Regions from separate parts of the Columba livia genome. Here region 2 is linked to region 1. The links are chromatin contacts, called in public Hi-C maps. All regions are on one chromosome and are shown on one strand. Each heading gives the region's core, a stretch centred on a gene start, on an enhancer-like site or on the middle of the called end of the contact. The rest is flanking DNA. Distances are from core to core; before and after follow the strand shown.

Region 1 (4,780 bases), core at 1,087-3,586:
ACAACATTACACATTGTCCCAGTGGTGCTGGGTTTCGTGACTCACTCTCTGTGGTGTGACACCTGTTTTTCTATACAGTTTTTTCACCTCAGGCCAGAACTAATTAAATTATTTTAGTCTGCTCTGTCAATTTGAATAAATGCCTTTGGGCTAATTTGCATTTTGTAAAAGGCTTGGAGGAAAGCATTTTGGATTAGAGTCCCCAGTTGCCAACATATTCCGTATTATTGTCCTATAAAGAGAATATAGAGGAGCATGCAGACGTACAGGTACAAGAAGGGTACTGTCATTCCTAAAGCATGTCCTGCATGACCTGGGCACTATTTCCATGCTCCAGTTCCCCATCTGCAAAATGGAGAAGTTTGGAGTGGGAAGTTTGACAATACACTTCTTCTGAGGCTCTCCAAAATCATTTGGTCATTTTCTTTAACAGCATCCCACAGCAGACTGACCTAGTACAGAACAGCCTGCCCCAGTTGCAGAAGTAAGAACTTAACTCCAGGGAAGCTAAGAGTAGACCTGTTGGGTTATTATCTGACTTAGGTAACACAACGGTAACTTGTTCGTGCTCATGGTCACTGACCTGAATGCGAGAGTATGCCAAAAGATAAGGGCTCAGGTTGCACAACCAAGATACAGTGCTGGCAGGTGTTGTGCTCTTTCTCAATATTGCATTGCACTGACCTTGGGGACTATCTGACAGCTGATCCCCAAACCGTAAACTGAAGTGCTGTTGCCAAACAATCTGTAATGTGCAGTAACCTACGCTGGGTGTTTACTGAATCACTCAGAAAATTGCCCAGTTGATGACTTCTCTTAATAGAAATGAAAAGACTTACTTTATTTACAGAAGTGAAACCAGGTACAGGAATAAAGTTTTCATTTCTAACTCCAGTGACTTTTTTTATGCAAACGAACCGATACTGTTGCAGAGAGTGGTGTATCATGAATATTAATTTATGTGAGTCCTCCAAGACCAACAGCTTAGAAGAAGATGAATATGGTTTCTAGGATTAAAGAAGTGTGACACAAAGATTCAATGGATGAGTCAGGGACATAAGGAATTGCACTAGCTGGTTACATCTATCTTTACATGGAGCATGGAAAATCACAAAATGCTCAAATCTTTGGAGCAATGCTACTCAGATTTCCTCTGCTCTCCAGCATTGGTTCAGCTTGTCCACTCAATATCTTTATTTGCACACACAATGCGCAGATATCAGGCATCAGAGAATTGAGAGGCACACCAAATTAATTTTTAATATCTAGGAAAAAAATGATCTGAAAGACTAAGTGCTCACATGTGAGATGCAGTTAAAAGGGAGCAAAGATACCCACCCACTTGCACACATTATTCAGCACAGAACTTTGCAAATTTCCTCCTTTTGTGAAGCTATAAACTTTTCTCTCTTTGAAATGGAATTAATTCCTATGAATATTTTAATTTATGCATCTGGATTTTTGGGTTACACAGAGTAATAACTTGTGATCCCTTTATCTTTTTTTTTCAGCTTTTGTCTTCTTTCCTCAGTTATTTCTAGTTATTAAAGCTCTCAAGACACCAATACTCAGTTAAGACTGTTCTGTCTTCCATTACTTGTAGGTCTGCTATTAAAAAACAATCCCAAAAGACTAACGAAACCCTTAGGCTGGAACCAATGTTTAGATTACCCACCACAGAGAGCAGAACTCTTAAGTGCAGTAAAAGGTCCACCAGGCTGGTTGTTTTAACAGCCTTACAGGACCAGATAATTTAAAAATTATCATTATTTTTTAATCTAGCAAGGATATAATATGCAGGAGAGAAATACATAAAATGTACTCTTTTCTTGTTGTTGTTTGTCGTTTTTTTTGATACACAGAAAGGTTTATTTTGCAAACATGGTTCTGCAGTCAATGAGAGCTCTGCTGGATCAAAAAGCCTATGTTTGGTACTAAGGGTTTATGGGTTTGGAACAAATCTAAAGTTTTTTCTAGTTGTCATGGGTTATCTTGTCCAGAGGAAAAGAAACATCAGGCAATAAGTTTTGTCATTTATTCTTAAATAAAACAATTTGGAGCAATTACTATTAGTTCTTCAGTAAGTATGCAGCCTCCTGCAGCTAGTAGTACTGAGGTGACTCTTTCTCCTAGATAAATATAATCCTCATGTACCTCCCCATGAATATGAGTGTTGCCCTGTTGGACATCCATGTACATCATACTTCCCAGGTGAAGCAAATAAGAGAGAGCAGTTCTGTGAAGGTAAAACTGCAATATAAATTGGCTTAATCTGAACAAGAAAGCAAATTCTTGCCTTCCTTGCTATTTAGATCTGTAGCTGCTCTGAAGAGCAGACTGATTCTCTGTTTGATCCTGCTGTGAGCAAACGTTCTCTATTTGATAAGCGTAGAAAATCAGGTAAACTTCTGGAGTTGTTTATTATTGCTGCTACTGCTGTTATTACTTTTATAATACAATACAGCATATTAATGGCCATATCATGTGTTAGATGCTGTGCATGCACAGAACAAAAAGACAGTATTTTCCCCAAGCTATTTACAAGCTCTCTGGCTACAATCTGCATGGCTTCAATCATTAGAAGAAAGAAAAGATCAGAGGAGGATACCTAGCTCCACAAACCAAAATGCTTTCCCGTGCTTGCTCCCAGGGCAGAGCAGCTGCCAGGCATTCAAAGCTGAGCCTGGCAAGTCCAGACTGGTTCCAAGTCCAGCAACTGATTTGCTCAGGACAAAACAGACGTGATTGCTTTGAAAGGGGAAAAAGGCTGGTTTGTTCTTTTTTTTTTTTTTTTTTTTTTTTTTTAACTACAGACTCCATGAGAGATGAGTGTGTGCTCTTGAGGATCTGACTGCAAAGCTTTAGGGATTTTATATTAACCAGGGAATGGATAACGAGTATTTGGTACTTGGATACCTAGATATCGTTCAGATGCTTTCCCCAATCTGTGTATTCTCTCCTCTTCCCTCATTATGAATTGTCTTCTGTGACTGTCCTTCTCTTGAGACTAAACCCCACTTTTTCAGAGGAGAAAGAAATTATCATCTAATTTGTGTTCCAAAGAACCAAACAAGAACAGGACTATGTTCAGGATAGGAGGTGAAGAATTACTGAAACTGATCAGAAGTGTGGATTATTTTGAGATGGATATTTAAGAAGTTATAACCAGTTTTCTAATTAAGTGAGCTCATGGCTGTTTAGAATAACCCAGAGTTAGAGTCTTATCCTCTCATTCAGCAGTTTTGCTAAAGCTTTATTGTTGTTTTAAGCTCATGCCCAGAAACATGAATTCCCAAAGTTCTTATTTAGAAATGTCCTCATAAACATATTTGAGTAGAAACAATTTTTTTTGTCTGTTGCTTTCTGTAAAGGATGTAGCTCTGACAGGAACATTACACTGGGCAAACATCTCTAGTAGTCCACCTTAAGGTTACCATGGCCAGGTTTTTCTCTGTTCTCTGTAGATTTGCCTGCTATAACAAACTCTCTGTTGTTGCACCATGACTCATCTTGGATCCTTTCCTCACTAGATTTCCATGTTTCTGTGAGGTCTTTTTTCCATGTGGCACTTCGAGCATCAGTGATAATTCCAGCTGGGTCAGCGGTGACAGAAATTACTTGTCTAAAATTGTGAAGTGTAATTTTCCTTCTGCACCTTCATGTTGGTGCCTCACCTTTGGTAGCGTCCAGATTTTAAAATGATGCAGTAGACATGTATGTAGGAAAGGGTTTAAAGAAGTTAAAAAAAATGACATTTAAGTTATTGTCTTCAGTGGCTGCATGGCAGGATTGCCAATATAATTCTGGAGGCAACTGAAGAATAAAAAGAAAAGTATGAAGATTAGGTTTGCCTGGGTTTAGTTTAATTTAGCAGCAGAACAACCATAACAGAAAACTAGAAGTGATGCAATGAGCAAACAAAAATTGAGAATAAAACAAGAAGGTATGTGAGTAGATGAAACCAGCCAGAACACTGCAGAAATGATAAAGAACTGGAGGATAATTCTGTGAGAGGGAGGGAAGGAGGAGAGTATAAAAAGCTTGATGGACAGAGGCACTGAAACAAACACTGCTCGGAAATATGGAAATGTGGTAAGGTAAGAGTCAGAGATGGGTGAAGTGCATCAGTGCCACGTACACACCTGAGGGAATGGAAAAGAGCAGCTGCTGGTGGATGACTTCAGAGAGGCTGGCAGCAGACAAGTATCTTGCCCAGGAGCCAGCAGGGATCAGCCTATCTTCTTTAAACTTTGAAGGCAATAAAGTAGGGCTGTTGGGAGGATTTGAGAGCAGGCAGAAAGGCTGGAGGAGCCCCAGATGTCTGTAATGTCAGTTTTCCCTGCCTAGATAGGGAGCATGCAGCCCAGAGTTTTTACATTGAACTGATCGTTTTGCTTTTATGAGTGTATTTTAGGATTGAGTTGGAAATGCCTCTGTCTGAGAGTGCTGCCATGCCATCAGGAATGTTCATAATTCTTTTCCCAGGTCACCTGCACTGTGGAGACCAGAGACAAGATCCACGCAGCCCAGCTGAGGAGCGCGCTGCTGGAACGGTACCCCACAGCTGCCTGGACCGAGCGGTGATGGGCGCTGCACCAGGGCAGGAGCCGAGGTCCTCTGACAAGTATTTTACAGAGCTCTAACCTTGACGCATTCAGAACAAATATTGTCTTTCAAAGCTGAACTGTTAGTGAATAGTTTCAGGATATTTATTTCCTGCTCAAAATGTAGGGAATGTCCTCGGGAACCATTAAACTCAAAACTTTAGCTTAGCTAAGGG
Region 2 (4,780 bases), core at 838-3,337, 260 kb before region 1:
CTCCCATGTCAGCTCTTTCCCCCTGCAGCCATCGAGGCCTGGGAACCACACATCAGGGCAGCTGAGCCGCTGCCTCACTCTCCTCTACATCATTTCCATCCTTGTGGGAGGAGGCTGTGAACAGTGTGGTTTGTGTGAGCAAAATTGCTTTCCCAGCAGTACTCAGCTGGGTGAGGGCAGACAGAGAGGCAGATGGAGATTAGCAGTGGTTTTTCTTCCTCTCCTCAAAAACTCGAGAGAAGGTGCTGCTGCCCCTGCCCAAGGTCACCCACTGTGCAATGGCAGGGCGGAGAGGTGGGTTTGGGCAAGCTTTAGGACAGAAATGCTGCACATGGGGAAGCAGGTAACATTGCTTTGTGAGGCAAATAGCAGCAAAGAAGCATGTTGGGTTTTTTCTTATTTTGTCAGAGCTGAAGACAAGGGTGTCAGAGATTGGCAAGGGTGTGATTTAAGAGCTGGGATGTAGGAAGACCTTCACTGTGAGCTAGCAGTGGTGGAAGATGAAGGGACTTGGGGGCAATTGTGCAAGGCAGGAGACTTCACTGTGGCAGGAGAAGGAGGTGGTTCTGTTAAAGCAGATCTGGACGAGAACAAGCTTGTTTGACTTCAAATGCTGTGCCTAAATGGAGGAAAGTTTGAGGGACCTTAGTGCAGAAGGTTGTCAGTACCTGCTGCCTGCTCTGTCAGATATGAAGGAGGAGTCCTGCGACATGGTTGGAAATAAAATGTTGCTGGTGTTTTTGACATGAGAGCAATGCAACTGTATTGGGGCTAATGCTGACTTCAAATTGCTTATTATTTATTAGCTGATTAAGTGAACAAAAAGCTAAATTTAGTCATCATTGGGATTGGTGAAGTTTAAGAAGAATGGAGGAAAACTTACTGAGCAGCACACCTCATCATCTCTCAGGAGTTCGGCAAAACGTTCAGGTCCCAAAGGCCATGGAAAAGCGCAGCATAAATGAGCAGATAAGTGGACTTCAAGATCCAACACTGTTGATCTGGTCAGCATGCCCTCATTGAGGTGAGGGGACAATTCTTCACCTGCTTCAATAGCATGCCATACATTTTGTGTGATGTTAACCCGTACTCACTATGCACATGTATTTTTGAGGATAGAAGCACAGGTTATAGCAGGTTTATTGTGTGTAAATGTTAGCATACCTCCCACCAAACAGCAGCCCTTGCTGTTTCAATGTGTGCCTGTGTTTCAGCAGAGCACCTGCTTAACCACGGGGCTCAAAGGGGGTTTCCCCAGTTGTCCCCCCCCATTCTCTTCAAACACAGCCGCTGCAGCTGCAGGCAGGTGTAGGGTGAGGGGACGGGCGCAGTGACTGCCCCGTGCTGCTGCTCTTCAGGCCACCTCTCCACAGAGACAGGGCATTGCTGAGGTCCGGCTGCTGGAGAGAAGCTGTCCCTTGCCAGGCAGGAGGGAGCAATGGCTTCGTGGCATTTATTATTTATTAGGAAGCTGCATTTCTTCTTGCATCCATATCCCAGACCCAGAGGTCTGAGGTGGGCACGTCTGGTTGTGTGGGCTGGATGAAGGGCTGGACAGGGGGCACTGGTTTGGCTCTGATGGGTCACTATTTTTAACCACCTCTGAGAAAACTTGGTGTGAATTCCCGGTTCTTTTCATCAGCCAGGACAAAAAACATGTAACCAAGGAAAATAACTGTGTCTTTAAGGTGGGGTCAGAGAGAAGTTAAAAATGTGCAGATACAGGGGTTTTGAGGGGGAAAAACTCTGTCACCATTCTCATTTTCACTCACCTCCTACTTAAAATTTGTCCGGGAAGGTAGGCAGAGGAACACAACAGCTGCTAAAATTACTAGGTGGAAATCATTTTTAGCAGGCGCAAGTGTCTTGTGGTTTTCCTGCTCCCTCTCTCCCCCTCCACTCCCACCTCATCCCCAGCTCGCTGCAGTTTCCTCCAGAGAGGCTTTTGTGTCGCTGGTGTCTCTCTAACAACAGCCGCTGTCCCAGCCGAGCCAAAGGCATCTGTCAGCGACGTGTGGCAGCTGCAGGACCAGGGTGTACTGGGACCCTGGCCCCAAGGAGGGGCCCCAGGCCGGGCTCCAGCGGCTCTCGGGGGGCTCGCTGCTCCGGCCCCACCACTGGCACAGCTGACACGAGGTGCTCCGCAGAGGTGCAGAGGGGAGCGAGGAGGAGACGGCAGCTGCTAGCGTTCAGGCTTTGCCAGAGCAATAAATTTTGCATTAGTACTAAACAGTGCACACTCCAAATGATGCAGTGTCTTTAAGTTTGTTGTTTTTATTTTCTCCCTGCCAAAAGTCAGCGTTTGGTTAGGGTTTTTTTTTTTTTGGAAGTAATGTTGCTATTAATTTGATGGCTGCCAAGGCCAAACAAAGTGCAAAGTGTCCTTGGAGAAAGCTGCGTGATTCTGTACATTAAAAACGGGGGGATGCCAGCACGCAGTCTCGGCTCCACAGCCTGTCACGTGTTTTACTTATGTTGCCAGGATCCTATAAATGCTTTTGCTGCATTTTTTTAAAGAACATTTCCTTGCTTAAACTGCAAAAGTTCAAGCTTTGCATTTTTTGGTCTGATTCTTTTTCGGTATGGGGTTGTACAGCCTGTGGGAGGAGCGTGCAGCCGAGCCAAGGCAGGCTGGCTAGGCAGGGGTGAAGGGATTCTAGCTTGGGGCCAGCGCGCAGTTACACCCAAACACAGAGCTACAGCCCGTGTCCCCCACCCTGAGCACAGCATGACATTATGTAGCTGTTAACCCACTAACCCTTGGCCCCCTGACTTGCTGGCACATGCAAACGATGGCCTGGCCCTGCGCAGTGGGGAAACCATGCAGATTGCTGCCATGGCAGGCGCTGCGAGCATTAATTACCTGCGGCTGACAAGGGAGTTCTTTAGACTGCTGTTGGGTCTGTGGCAGCACCTTGGATCAAGAGCTGGGGCCAGCTTTGCAGGGCAGGGCATACGTACACCAGGTCGAGCAGCTCCCGTCCCAGAGCAGCCTGGAAAAACAGCCCTTTGGCTCGGATATCTCCTTCCTTACTCGTGCCATCATCTGCGCTCCTCTGTGCACAGTCAGTGATGTCAAGCAACAGCGAGTTCAGAGCCAGGGAGCTGCAGAGATAACCCTTCCTTGGCTCCTGATTTGAGGCTCTGCAGCTCGGTCCCCTGAGATATCCACCCTCTCCACCCACAGAGGAAATCCGAAGGAAACTGAGATTGAACTCACTGCCAGAAGATTTGGCTGTGACTGTGGCGTCCCTGGGGCAGTGGGGTGCAGGCAGAGCTTTGTTGTGCCCTGTGAAGAAGGAGGGTGCACAACCTCCACGTGCCAGAGCTCCCCACGCAAGAGGTGCTCTGAAAGCGCATCTGTCCTCCACAGCCCTGCTGGCACAGCAGCGCTCACAGCTGCGGCACCACGAGCCACAAGGTTCTGAAGGTACGGGCTGGATTTGGGGCTGGTGGCTCTGCAGGTGTTGCTCCTTGTGGGGTGACACCGGGCAGAGGTTGTGGTTGTTGCTGGCTTTCCTGCCCCAGCTGCTGGGCCGCTGGTGGGACAGGCAGCATGGCATGGGTGGGGGGATGTGATGGTGGCCACCGAGGTGCTGCTGCCACCAGGAGCAGGTGCAGCTGGACAGGTTGTTGCAGGGCACCACAAACACACGTTCTGCTGCTTGTGCTTTCCTTACACAGGCATTTGGGTGCCTGATGATGAACTCCCATCTGGATTTTGCCCTGTACTGAAGCAACTTCCTTAGCCTGCAGCAAGACCACACCATTCCCTCATCTGTGTGTGTCACCCACCTGAAATCACACCTTAATACCATCCTTTTTCCAGTAACCTACCAGTGAAGGCAGGTGTTGACTGGAAAACCAAACTCCAAGTGTGTGTGGTGTTTGCTGTTGCCAATTTGTGTCCCTTGCACAGCAGCTGTGCCTCCAGAACGACACGACACGGGGCTCAGGGCATCTGCCTTCAGCCTGTGCCGCTCCCACCTGCCTGTGCAGAGTGGGGGTCTCTGGCATGGCTGCAGCTCTAGGGCTCATGTACTGACCCACCTTTGGAGGATGAAGGTGGACACGGCTGCCCTGGCTCCGAGCAGTGCTCCCACCACATCCCTTTGGGTTGCAGGCTTGTCCCTCTGTGGGAAATCTGGCCTGTCTGGCTAAAAACATCGATTGCAAATCGCTGAAGCTAGAAAAGGTGCAAGGATTTAATATATTGAAAACAAAACAAAACACTCTCTGTTAAACACTTCCCTTTGTCTGCTGGGTGAACAGGATTGCACAGAGTGTGAGGGCTCAAAACACAAGACAGCAAAAGGGGAGATCACCAGGGGATTGGCCACCTCTGGGGTAGCTGTTGTTACAAACCACTTGTTGGAACTGACTGTGTCATGTTGGGTCAAGGCAAAGCAGTTCATTTTTCCAGTGCTTTTATTCTGTTTCTTTTCCAGTTGTTTTGAAACCACTGGAAAAGTGGTTTGATGCCCCTGGATTTCGGAAAATAGTATTCATGCACTCAGATGCAGGAGTGCGTAACGAAGGAAAACTAGATACTTGTTTTAGTTGTAAGGATGACTTCATTTCTGGGGTGAACTGGAGGATTATATGACAGTTAGTTACAAAATGCATAGAAATTGCTGTGGAACAGAGGAGAAGCTAATTATGTCTTGCTCTTCTCCACCTTTTCAGCACCGTTCCCTTCATGCTGAAACGAAATGCTTTTTTCTGTTCACAATAATATGAAATAATTTTCCAGAAACAATCCTGGCCGTGATCGCCTTAA

What was found. A called contact is a pair of places that touch in the nucleus more often than the background predicts.
Region 2: a Hi-C map of liver shows a contact between it and region 1, with 2.0 times the contacts expected there. The contact joins two enhancer-like sites. A contact is called at or near these places in 2 of 2 Hi-C or Micro-C datasets (crop and liver).

What each region holds. Positions count from the first base shown.
Region 1 is chr6:28,261,362-28,266,141 of bColLiv1.pat.W.v2, reverse strand. LOC102097055 (L-threonine ammonia-lyase) reads left to right here. Exons shown (of 11, transcript XM_065067731.1): 11 at 4,486-4,780. The coding sequence ends at 4,584. Among named protein-coding and RNA genes, the nearest start is that of TMEM254, 16 kb to the right of the region's middle. Within about 2 kb of position 2,336, at least 1 of the 3 cell types and tissues checked has an H3K27ac peak away from gene starts, as active enhancers do.
Region 2 is chr6:28,519,373-28,524,152 of bColLiv1.pat.W.v2, reverse strand. No RefSeq gene overlaps it. Among named protein-coding and RNA genes, the nearest start is that of PPIF, 14 kb to the left of the region's middle. Within about 2 kb of position 2,087, at least 2 of the 3 cell types and tissues checked have an H3K27ac peak away from gene starts, as active enhancers do.